2 separate regions of the Sus scrofa genome follow, and region 2 is linked to region 1. A link is a contact called in public HiChIP or PLAC-seq data. All regions are on one chromosome and are shown on one strand. Each heading gives the region's core, a stretch centred on a gene start, on an enhancer-like site or on the middle of the called end of the contact. The rest is flanking DNA. Distances are from core to core; before and after follow the strand shown.

Region 1 (6,076 bases), core at 1,964-4,463:
TTTAACATCTATAATCTGCAGGGGCTAAGAATACCTAGCTCATCGTATGAAAGATTTAAATGCTTTGTAAGTAAATCTCTTGATGTGACTATAGCCATAGGAATGTGGATTTTACATTAACTCTCATTATGCCCTATATTTCCTTCTGTTCTATTTTTGCTTTTTTAATCCTGTGTTTCAGTTACCTTTATAACATGAACTTAGTCTTTTGGTTGTTTCTGCAATTTAGTGGGTAAACATATTGTGAAGGTAGGGAAAAATAACTTGACAAATATTGTCGTATCTTTTAGGATAAGAGGGAAGATTTATTTTGAAGTCGGCATGATAGACACGCATTTCCTCTCTAATTTAAATTTCTATATTACACATAAATCCTAGATCTCTCTTATTGTCTAGTAACTACTACAATATGATAGACTGGAATATATATCAGGAAACAGACATGCCGTAAATATGTTCAGTGTTTTCAAAGACGACAATTTTAAATATGAAACTTGTGGAAGACATGAAGTGAAGGAAATATGAAGCTATTGAATCGGAAGAAAACAGGAAACATTTGGATTTAATTCCATCTTGGATTCATTCCACCAACGTCCAACATAATGCAAGGTCTGAGTAAATGTGATTGCTCTCCTCTGCCCTCATTCTTTTAGTCTTTTCTGTACTTTTGCACTGTAGAATTATGTTAATGCCACATATATTTTAAAAGATCATATCTCAAGCCAGTTAGTAATATTACTTATTCTTGCAGAGGTTTAAAGAAAAGAAGAGAGAAAAACAAACTTAATTTCAGACTGTAGATGCATTTGGAGAGGGCCATTTAAAGCTTCAAAACACAAGAGAGCATTAAAGGGTGTTGTGCTGGCAGGATGCATTTTGATGAACTAACTCTGAACAGGAACATGCTTTTGTAAAACACTTAAGATTGGTTCTTCCATTAAAAAAAAAAATCTTTTGATCTAGAATCAAAAATGCACCCACTAGGAAATGGACTAAGCTAATATGAGGTAGCTATTGGGAGTGAGAATCTACTTGGCACCTGTTACAGGTAACATACTGATGGCTTATATTTTATTTTTAACTATTGCTTTGCTTATGAAAAAAGTTGAGAAAATCAGGATGATAACAGATGGAGGAATGTGACCTGTGTTTACCCATTGGCTGAATCCCATAGGTTTGCATATGCAAAACAAGTATCGCTTCAAATATGAAACTAATTTTTTGAAGGATTATAGGGAGATTAAAACCACAATGAGAAAGAAGAACCTAGAAAATGAGTACACATTGTACTTTTGAAAATTCGCTAAGCCCCGAGTTTGTAAATGTTCAGGAAAAGAGGTCTTAACAAAAATTGTAATATTTTCCAAATGATCTCGTTCTAGAATGTTTTATTTTTTAGAGTGTTTTAAATGCATATCTGAAAGCAACTATTTATTTGTTCATTTAAAAAATTATCTGGAAATTATATGTAAGCTTAAGAAATTTAATCATGGAGTGACTTTATAGCATATAGCATATAGTATCATATCATTGCATTATTATATGAGCTCTAACAACTGGGAAAAATTATATTTTAATATTTTTGAAATTACCCAAGTAAGACTATTTTTAATAAATAATCTTTTCACCATGCTGGAATGGTGACAAGTTATATGGCAATTTCATACAATAAGCAGTTAATATCAAAAGACAAACACTTATCAAATGTGCTAAATGTCAGTTTAATAGCGGTTTTCAGAATTTCTAGAAGTAATTAGTTGTTTGCCATATTTTGGGTAAGGTTGACTTGTGTTTGGGTGTTCTGGATATGCTTGTATGTTCGTGTGTGCATGCATTAACTCTACATAAGCTAAAAATAGTTAAATGCAAGTGGAAGGTTTAAATGTTTAATTTGCTTTGCTTTGCTATATAGTTTCCTTTTCAGACTGATGGACATAGGCAATTGCTCTGTTCATAAGTAGTGTAGCATAAATATACTTTATTTTTTCAGTTTTATGAAAGGAATTTACATGTGTTTTGAAAGTGGACTTCAAGACAAAAATCTAATCTTTTAACTAAAGACAAGCAACTAGATTTGACTATAAATGTAAAATATAATATGTACTTAACTGTGCATATTAAGCTATAAACTTATGGTCCTACCTGGCCATATACACACCCAGGATTCTCCTATGAGTGCCCAAATTCCCATTGCCATTGCAAACTCTCATTTTATGTAAGAATGTCAACTAACTTGAACCAATTTTTCCCTCGAAGTTTGTCACATAGGAAGAAAACACAAGGAATCGTATGATAATTTTAAGAACTTTATTGGAGCAATTAATATTACTCTGTTTTATGTTTTTTTTTTGTCTCTTGAACAGAGAAAATTTGACTCCCCATCAGTTGAATATTTATGACTATTTTTAGTCAAATACTTATAAGAAAATGTCAATTACCCAGTCTTAATAACTGACACATTTGCTATTATCACAGACTCTTCTGTTGAAGGAGGTGACATTGAATACATGCATTTGACCATTAGGAAAGCATAATATTTTGCAATGTTTTTCTCCACCTATTTTTCAACTATATCTAATTGATTATCCTCCTGTAACATTTTATTCTGTTTGTGAAACCCTGTCCTTAAGCATCTTCCTTTTCCAAGGGCATCAAAATTTTGAAATCAATGGCATAGGCTGTCTGGCAAACACAAAATTGATAGCCTTCCTTCCTTGTATTAGCATAACCTGCCAATTTATTATGAAAGAGTGAATGACATGCTTGCGTTGCGATTAGAACTGGTCATGACAGGTCACTTGAAAACTTACTGATGGTGTGTGAGACATGCTTTTTAATTAAAATGTAGGACTGGGTTGCTAGCCAAACACCCTTTTCTCCTTACTCATCACATTTATTGAGTCATGTATTTGCTTATTTGCATTATTTTAAATTAGCAATGATGAGTCAGGGTAGGGTACAGAAGGCAGGTCCCTTAGAAAGGGGGGGTGGAGGGTGGGGGACACAGAATAACATGATCTTTTTTTCAGGGTGAGCAAAAGCTCATTGCCTGGAGAAATACTGCAAAAAGATATGAACATTAACATTATAACTTGGATGAGATAAATTTTTACCAGAATTAACTGTTCATTTCATTCTTCTCCTTAAGGCAGACGCAAGGGGAGATTGGTTCTCCCACTTTCACCCGCTTCTCTTTCACAAAGTTAGAACTTAAGCAAGAGATTCCCAGCCCAGATTGCACAATATCCTTGGGGTTATTGTGATCTCCTAAGGATGTTGTGAAACTCTCAAGGCGAAATTAATTGCAATGTGACTTCGTTTTTTCAAGTGAAATGTGTACCATAAAGCAGCCTCAGGAGGAGGCTTGATGGATAAAGAGGGAGGTGAGGAATCCAGCTAAGGATTACAGGGTGTCAGAACTGCAGGACTCTGGTGGCTGGCAGTGACTTCTGCTTTCATCCCACAGACATCTGCGGATGAGGGCATGGGATGAAAAGCCATGAATCTTCTCTGTAATTTTTATTGCCACAACATTCCACCGTGGCTGCACTGCTCAGCCCCAAAGAGCTCACACGTACTTTTGTTTGTTCAGAAGCGTTTTTAAAGACTTGAGTATGCCCACTTATGGCTGTGAAAGAGGGTCTTGCTGTGAGTTAGAGTCTGTTGTTTTTGTTTGTTTGTTTGTTTGATTTGGCTTGTTTGTTGCAGAATACAGTATCTGACTTACAGTTACCTCCTTTCACTTTTAGACTGGACAGAGCTTGGTTTAAATCTTTTTCCAGTAATGTGAATTGGACATGCTAAGGAACAATTTCCTCATGTGTCAAATGGGCCAGCATCTACCTCCTAGGACTGGTGTGAGAAAAGAGTTTTAAATACTCTGACAAAACGCTGTCTGGAGAGAAGAAACTCCATCAAGTTTAGTCCCTAATGGTTTCCTAATGAGACTGTCTCAGTCAGAGCTGCCGTTTTCACTTGGCTTTGCTGTCCTGAGTGTGTTTATCTTCTCTCTGATTTTACTGCAAGTTCTAGGTCATTCACAAGTGGAGTGTATCTTTCATTTATCAGCTCTAACCACATATTTCATCAGGTTGCTTTGTTTTCATAAAAGGCAAAACCTGGAAAATATCTGTTAGGGCCAGCCAGTTCAATCTTCCCATTTTTATGGCTGAAAGGAACTAAGATTCAGTCAAATTTCATCATTTTCCAAATAAGTTTTCAGCTAAAATTGGTGAAACAGGGGAGACTAAACTCCCACTCTCTAGACCAGACCCAGTCTCAGGCCTTTGCTATATCACCCGTCACTTCTGTGTGTAATCATGTTTTTATTTCAAAGATCCATCAGAGTACTTACAGATAAGCAAGGTTGGGACTTTGTGAAAATGTAGAAATCCTTGTTTAATTTCTGTAACTGAATTTGATATCTGCCTTCATGAAGTCAGTTACTGTGAAGAGTTGATTTCCTACAGCAATAACAGAAAATGTGTTTTGACACCACAGTCAGTGAGCTGTAAATTTACAGTTTTAAGTTGGATGCTAAGAAGACAAAGCAAACTGAGTCACAAACAAGACAGGAAGTAGTTTCAGTTGTAAATCAGACAACAAAAAACCCTAAGACTTTGGTTTTGCCCCTGGTAGTAACTCTGGTTTGTTTCAGGTTCTAGGGAGTGATTGTCCCTTGACAAGAATTAAATAGAGGAGAATATTCAACTTTTAAGTGTTATCAGCTAGACATGAGATATTTTATGAGATGATAGAGAGTAGACAGAGCTATTTAATGAGATGATACTTTTACTCAGGTGGCCACCATAGTGGCAAATTATCAAAAGCCTTCTGTTTCTCTGTTTCCTGAGTCTTAGAATAAAGAACAAGTTTCTTGTGCTTTATGATTATGTGGCATCATACTTGGAATTGCCCTCAGTTCAAAATGCCCTGCAATAGTCCAATTAGAAGATGTTACAGTAAAATGAAATCAGTACACTAGACTCAATTCAGGAAGAACTGATACAATGTTTTATGAAAGTCATTTCCATTCTTCCTGAAATTTTTTGCTTGAATTCTTCAGAGAGTAAATTCCTAGCCTTATCGTAAGATCCCTTGGGTAGCTTTGCATCATTTCCAAAAATTGCTCAGATTTTCTGTTCATTTTCCCTCATTTTCTAAATTCATGGATCTGAGCATAGGGTTTATGAATTGTGGTTTATGCACTATGGTTTATGACTAAGGAGGTAATGATTTTTGATTTTTTTCCCCGTTTTAACATCAAATTGCAGTGGTACTCTCTTCAATTCATCATTGGTAAAATATTTTATGTGCATTTTTCTTAATTTTGAACTTTAAAATTACTGATAGTTTGCTTAAGTATATTTTACAGACTGAACTACAATGACTTCAAACTTAATCCCTAATTTTGCAATAAACTGACATCAGTAAAATATGTCAGCAAGTAATGTGGAATATTGCTAAAATCACTGGGTTCAATGTTTGTTTAGAAGGGAGCCCAGGAAATGAAATGTCTTTCGAAAGACAAATCTTGATATGGCACATCCTGTAACATTGTTTTTCTTATGCCCCTGTCAATTTCCCCTTGTGAATTTCAATTTTTATTTTTCCCTACTTGATATAACCAAACACTTTTTCTTCACCTAAAACTGTAGCAGGGAAGAAACATGGACTTTAGCATCAGAAGAGCCTGGATTTGATCCAAGTCCCCACTTAAATTATCTCTGTGATGTTGGATAAGTTATTTGACCTCTTTAAATTTCATTTACCTAATCTGTGAGGTGGAGATTTAATTTTTACATTTTGGGGCTAATGTAATGTCAAATGAATTGATGTTTGTGCAGCTCCAAGGGAAAAACATCAAAATCAGTAGCCCTGTTGGGTTGCTGAGAAGTCTATAGCACAAAGAGGTAGAAACTTGGGTAAATCTTATGACTGTTTTTGGCTTCAAAACTTTCATTCAGTTTTTCATTAAATAACAATTTATCAAACAACTCAACATGCAGCTGTAGTTACAGAAGAAGAGAATACTAGTAGTAGTAAAGGCAGTTATGTAAGCACTTTACAAATACTA
Region 2 (6,076 bases), core at 1,682-4,181, 520 kb before region 1:
GATTTTTGAATGTATTTGGTGGAACAACGTTGTGTTTTTTTAAGACTCTTTCATGTAGAGGAAAGAGAACGTGTATCCTAGATTGTCCTCTAATGATAAACCGAACCCAGCTAGTGTACAAATCTGGCAGATATTTTAGTGTAACACAGTGAATATTTCCATGTTCAGGTGAAGGTTCTGGAGGACTAAATATGTAAATTTCTAGGAACTATGTCTCAATTGAAATGATTAACAAATTTGTTGGAAAAATCCAGGGGCTTTGCTGCCTCCCCCCAGTGCACACATTTTTAAAATATTTTCTATTATGATTGAAAAAAAATACTGCTTTTTGATTGACGAATCACTCCTATCCTTCATCAGAAACATCCACCCCCTTTAGACGTCTAGTTTTATTTTGGCAGAAGAGTGATGCTCAGCCTTTCCAAGGGGTTTACATTATGCTTTCGGCTCAGCCAAGCCCAGCTCATTAGACTTCCAGTGAAAAAAATTAATCCAATGACAATTTGATTAGATGATGATGAGAACTGGGCAAGACACTAAATAAAATGATCTGTATTAATCATCTCATTTAGTCCTCCCAACAACCCTGTGAAGCAGGCACTGTTATTATCCCCATTTTCAGATGAGGAAATTGAGGCCCAGAGGAGTCAAATGTTCAGGTGGCATAGCTAGGAAATGGAACAGATCGGGCCTAAATATAGTTTTGTTAGACTCAAAACTCACGACCGGAGTTTCTATCCTTGTGCAGTGGTTAACGAATCCAACTAGGAACCATGAGGTTGCGAGTTTGATCCCTGGCCTTGCTCAGTGGGTTAAGGATCCAGCGTTGCCGTGAGCTGTGGTGTAGGTCACAGATACAGCTCCAGTCCCGCGTTGCTGCGGCTCTGGTGTAGGCTGGTGGCTACAGCTCTGATTAGACCCCTAGCCTGGGAACCTCCATATGCCGTGGGAAGTGGCCCTGGAAGAGACAAAAAAACAAAAACTCATGACCATTTCAAAACACTCTACAGTATTAAGTAAAGTACTACAGAATCTCTTTTTTAAATTTTATTTTATCAAAACATGAACAGCTAGTGGCAACTCTATGTGCATAGGCACAGGGGATACTTAAAACTGTAGGAGGGGAAAACAATTTTCCCTTTACACTTCGGAGTTCTTAGCTAAGACCTCTGTAGTTAAAGACAGATTAGGAGTTCCCATCGTGGCTCAGTGGTAATCGAATCCGATGAGGAACCATGAGGTTGTGGGTTTGATCCCTGGCCTCGCTCAGTGGGTTACGGATCCGGCATTGCTGTGAGCTGTGGTGTAGGCCGGCAGCTACAGCTCCGATTAGACCCCTAGCCTGGGAACCTCCACAAACCGTGGGTGCAGCCTTAGAATAGACAAAAAAAAATAAAATAAAATAAATAAACAAGGAGGCAGAAACAAAAAACGAAAACAAAAACCCTGTCTGCTCAGATTTGGTATTCCTTGGCTAAATGATTAGTAGGGCTCAAAAAAAAAAAAAGACAGATTAATAAGAAAAAATTATTAACATGTAGACCTTACGTATACATGGGAGATGTCCAAGGAAAAGTGAGTATCTCAAAGAAGCGGCTTAGAATTCAGGCTTAAATACTATCTCAGCGATTTTTTAAAAAGTGAAATGGGCTTTTCGAGAAATAGATGGGAGACATGAGAGTTTGTGACAAAGTTTGGGTGTGATGTCAACTTCTAGTCTCCCCTCCTGTGATGAGTCCATCTTCCCTGGTTGATGAAACTCCTGGGGAAGGGATTTACAGTTGAGTTCCTTTTGGAAGCTCTGTCTTGAGGCAGATAAGGAAAATCCAGAGAAAGCTCCTCCTTGCGTTTGCTGTTTTCAGGTGCTGGGTTTTGTTTGTTTGTTTGTTTGTTTGCTTGTGGTTTTTTTTTTGAACAAAAAAGAAAATTCATTTATTTACTCTCATGGGACTACAAACTCACATTTGCATCAAAATAATAAACCATCAAGACACAGGAAAAAGTGCAGAAATTTTGCATTTGCTGTTTTCAAGTGCTGTTACCAAAGTGGCATATTTGGGGTGGCATGTCCTATGAGGCTTTAAAACTTAATATCAATTGGTTTAACTTTTGGTTAAGGGACATTTGGTTAAGGAGTCACTCCTAGAACAGGGAATGATGTCAGGTTTATCATCTCTATTGGACTGTACTCAGAAAGATCTTTTGGAACTTTGGATTCATGGAGGAATAAAATGGAATATTTTTTTCCATTCATAGAAAGAATAATTCTAGAGGTTGGGGAGAGGGAGAGGGGAAGTAAGGAGATGGAGAGAGAGAGGGAATTGCCTTTACTACTACCAGCCAACTATTGGCTATTCCATATCCCTCCAGGCATTTTTTAAGCATCCAGGACATGTCAGTGCAACTCTTAGTATTTAAGTTGTATTGCCTGGAAAATTAAAGGTCATACTATATTGTAAGGTGTGGCTTCATTGTAATTAATTCTGTATACAACTAGTTTTATTAGAGTTCCATCAGCTATTGGCCCTCCATGGGCAGCTACCACTGGCTGGCCTGCAATTAGCCCCGTATGTGTTAGACCACAGCTGAGGTACCATGTGTACCCACGTAATGAAAAGCCCATGAAACTTAGACATGCTGCATCTTCTTAGAGCAACTCCAGTGGGGTTCTGCAAGTTCCTTTGCAGAAGTGACTTTAGGCTGCAGGGAAACGTAAGGTCAAGGCCTTTCCCAAGCAAAACATGCTGGGGACATTTCCCTGCATCAGCACTGACTGTGGTTAGCAAGGAAACCCCTGGTGCCTGGTGAGGTAGGAGGAATGGATTCTAAAGATGCTTGGCTCCTGGAGCATTGGCAGTGGGGCAGCCTGCCTGCGGCGGCCTCCAGAGAGACTTTGACAAAGGCGAAGGAAGCTCCCTGTTTGCTAGCATGACTCACTCCACGTTTGCTGGGTGGTTCACACGCCTGCCTGCCCACAGGCCGGAACAGGAAGGCCCTCATTGCGCTCAATTTTTTTCCTGAATGCCTTTCTCAACAACAGCGAAAGGAAACATTACTGTTTGGCTTGGAGCCATTCAGGTCACTTGGTACTCAGAGTGCTTAGGATGTAAGAGATGGGCTCGGCCAAGACCTGCGGAGACGCGCAAGGCTGCAGTTATGCCTGTCTGTGTTTTAGATTAAACGGCTGCCTTTTGCAGTAAACAATTCTGGGTGATTTAAGACACCGGGAACTCCCTAAACTAGCAAAACCCCCAACCCGAGTCTGACCATCCGTTTTACAGGCCTAGTTTCACAACCAGTAACCGCCCGGTGTGTGGGTGTGGGGGGGGCCTTGACTCTGCCACCCACTGAGTCTCTTGAATTAAAATAAGAAAGGCCCCGCAGGCCAGCTACGCCCTTCTTAGAGCTGATTCCTCTGGAGGGACCAGATGGGTGGGGTGAGTATGGCCTGGGGGAAAAAAGAAGAGGAAACCAGAAGGTTTCTTAACATACAAAGGGGTCAGGATGCCTGGAGCTCCCCAGCTTCTAGGTGGAATTACAGGCACCGGAAGACCCCAAGGACAGCAGTTCTATCATCAGAAGCTCCTAGAAAATGTTAACAGCCCCCACCCCAGAAAGTGCCCTTCCTTGTCATGGGTGCGTGTCCTTCCTGGGCCTGTAACAATTCCTCTAGGGACCTCTGGCTGGACCCACCCCTGGGAAGACTGCTTCTCTGGGCTCAGGGGCCAGATTGTGCTGCCATTTGTAGCAGAAACTAGGGTCCGAGGAGGGGGTGGAAAAACTGTTTTCTTCCTTAGTTTCAGGCCCTCCCCGTGCTCAGAGTTTAACAGCGTCCCCCACGCCTGGCTTCCTTAGCTGCCTTCTCTCCACAGAGGCTCAAGCTGGGGGCCAGAGGCGGGTGTCCGGAGGGTGGGGTGGGAGGCAGATTCCACACCTTTTCTTCTGGCCTCCTCACTCCCTGACTCCTTCCTTCTTTCAGATTCTCTGGTACCTGCTCCATCCACGTCTTAGCCTCAGACCTGCTGGCATGCAGATCACCTCTTGCAAAGTGACACAGGTGCAGGGGTTCCTGGTGCAACTGTTCTGACCCAACTGAAAGCTGAAAGAGTTAGGGCTCACCCAGAAACTCTCTCCTGGTGAGTTTATTCCACATCCCTCAGGGACTTTGTCAGTTTATAACAATATATACCCAGAAAGGCAGGCTGCCTAAAAGTTTTTTTTTTTTTCTTTTTTTCTTAATCTTGGAAATAATATTTCAGGGACTCTTGTTAGGAAAACACCTGTCTATATAGATCCCAACATTATTTTCTTTACAGAGACAAAAGAGATCAGTCGAATGCGTGAATCAGAAATGAACAACATCCTTGTAGTTCCCGTTGTGGCTTAGTTAAGAAACCATCGCAGTCTCCGTGAGGATGCAGGTTCCATCCCTGGCCTTGCTCCGTGGGTTAGGGGACCATGCATTGCCCCAAGCTGTGGTGTAGGTCAGATACGGTTTTGTGGTGGCTTTGGTGTAGACTACAGCTGCAGCTCTGATGGGACCCCTAACCCGGGAACTTCCTTATGCTGCAGGTGCTGCCCTAAGAAAACCAAAAAAAAAAAAAAAAAAAAAAAAAAAAAAGAAGAAGAAGAAAAGGAAAAAGAGAAATGAACAACATTCAACCACGTGGGAACAGGACAAGCATAAAGGAAGCATCACCTTTCAATCTCCTTCCCTTTAAGTTATAGTCTAAGGTAGCAAAGAGAAGGAGGCGGTGCTGGAGGGAGGGAGTCGGGGGACAGGGCCAAGGACCTTGGAGAGAGCAGGGTTATTGTGTAAAGAGCAGAGGGCAGGGACAATGGAGACAGGCATGCTCTTTGAAAGAGAAAGAAAATAGTGAGCTTCTGGACAGGCTTTCGACAGGTCCAAGTGGAAATCTCCACTAGGCAGGCAGATATATGAGTCTGGAGCTCAGAGACATCTGGGCTGGAGGCATAACTTTGGGTCAACAGAGAATTGAAGCTGTGCATGTGCATGAGCTCATCAGAGACAGTTCATCTGAGCAGCTGAAGGGCCGGGGCTGGGTTTAAAGAGGAGACTGGAAGAGAGACCAGGTGGGGAGGAACAGAAGGATCAGGAGTAGCCCTGCAGCTAGTTCTCTCCAGAGGTCCCAACCCCCCCTACCCAGGATGTAGGGGAACAGTGTGGATGTATATTAACTAGTTAAACTCCAGCCCGGCCCTGTTTTTCTTTTCAAATGTTATCTTTCATTTGTATATTAACATAAACAGAGCCTTCAAAACACTTTTTGAACAATTTTATTTAAAGAAAAAATTTTTCTTTTTGGGGGGCGGGAGGACATGCCCTCAGCACGTGGAAGTTCCCAGGCCAGGGATCAAACCCTCGCTGCAGCTGCAATGAAAACACCGGATCCCTAACCTGCTACCAGCTACCACACAAGGAAACTCCCTAAAAATTACATTCCTATAATGAACCAGCGAGGAAGTCACAGGAGGTTGGTTTATTTATTTATTTATTTTTTTTGTCTTTTTGTCTTTTTGTCTTTTTGCCATTTCTTGGGCCACTCCCTTGGCATATGGAGGTTCCCAGGCTAGGGGTCTAATTGGAGCTGTAGCCACTGGCCTACACCACAGCCACAGCAACTTGGGATCCAAGCTGCGTCTGCGACCTACACCACAGCTCACAGCAACGCCGGATCCTTAACCCATTGAGCAAGGCCAGGGATCGAACCTGCAACCTCATGGTTCCTAGTCGGATTCGTTAACCACTGAGCCACGACAGGAACTCCCGTAGGAGGTATTTTGAACTCCTCCTTTTTTTCTCCAGCTTTCTTGAGGTATGATTGACAAAAGGAATGGTAAGATATTTAAAGTGTGCAACATATTGATTATATATAGACACACATTATGAAAGAATCCCTTCCCCACCAAGTTAATTAACATATCTATCCCCTCCCACATTTACCCCTCTCTTTTTTTGGTGAGAAGTTGTAGGTTCTCTATCAGCAAATTTCAATTATACTGCAGAGCATTATCAACTGTATTTATCCTGTTATACATTAGAGCCTCAGATCTT

What was found. HiChIP or PLAC-seq counts read pairs in DNA pulled down with a chosen protein or histone mark.
Region 2: a contact with region 1 is called in an H3K27ac HiChIP or PLAC-seq map of alveolar macrophages. The contact joins two enhancer-like sites. A contact is called at or near these places in 1 of 47 Hi-C or Micro-C datasets (embryonic fibroblasts) and 1 of 2 datasets of contacts at active chromatin or transcription factors (alveolar macrophages).

The regions. Positions count from the first base shown.
Region 1 is chr15:127,630,033-127,636,108 of Sscrofa11.1, reverse strand. No RefSeq gene overlaps it. Among named protein-coding and RNA genes, the nearest start is that of NYAP2, 600 kb to the right of the region's middle. Within about 2 kb of position 3,213, at least 15 of the 83 cell types and tissues checked have an H3K27ac peak or open chromatin away from gene starts, as enhancers often do. A contact at or near this core is called in alveolar macrophages, where this site is marked.
Region 2 is chr15:128,151,991-128,158,066 of Sscrofa11.1, reverse strand. LOC102164493 (a long non-coding RNA gene) reads left to right here. Exons shown (of 5, transcript XR_001301648.2): 4 at 3,980-4,136. Among named protein-coding and RNA genes, the nearest start is that of IRS1, 150 kb to the left of the region's middle. Within about 2 kb of position 2,931, at least 25 of the 83 cell types and tissues checked have an H3K27ac peak or open chromatin away from gene starts, as enhancers often do. A contact at or near this core is called in alveolar macrophages, where this site is marked.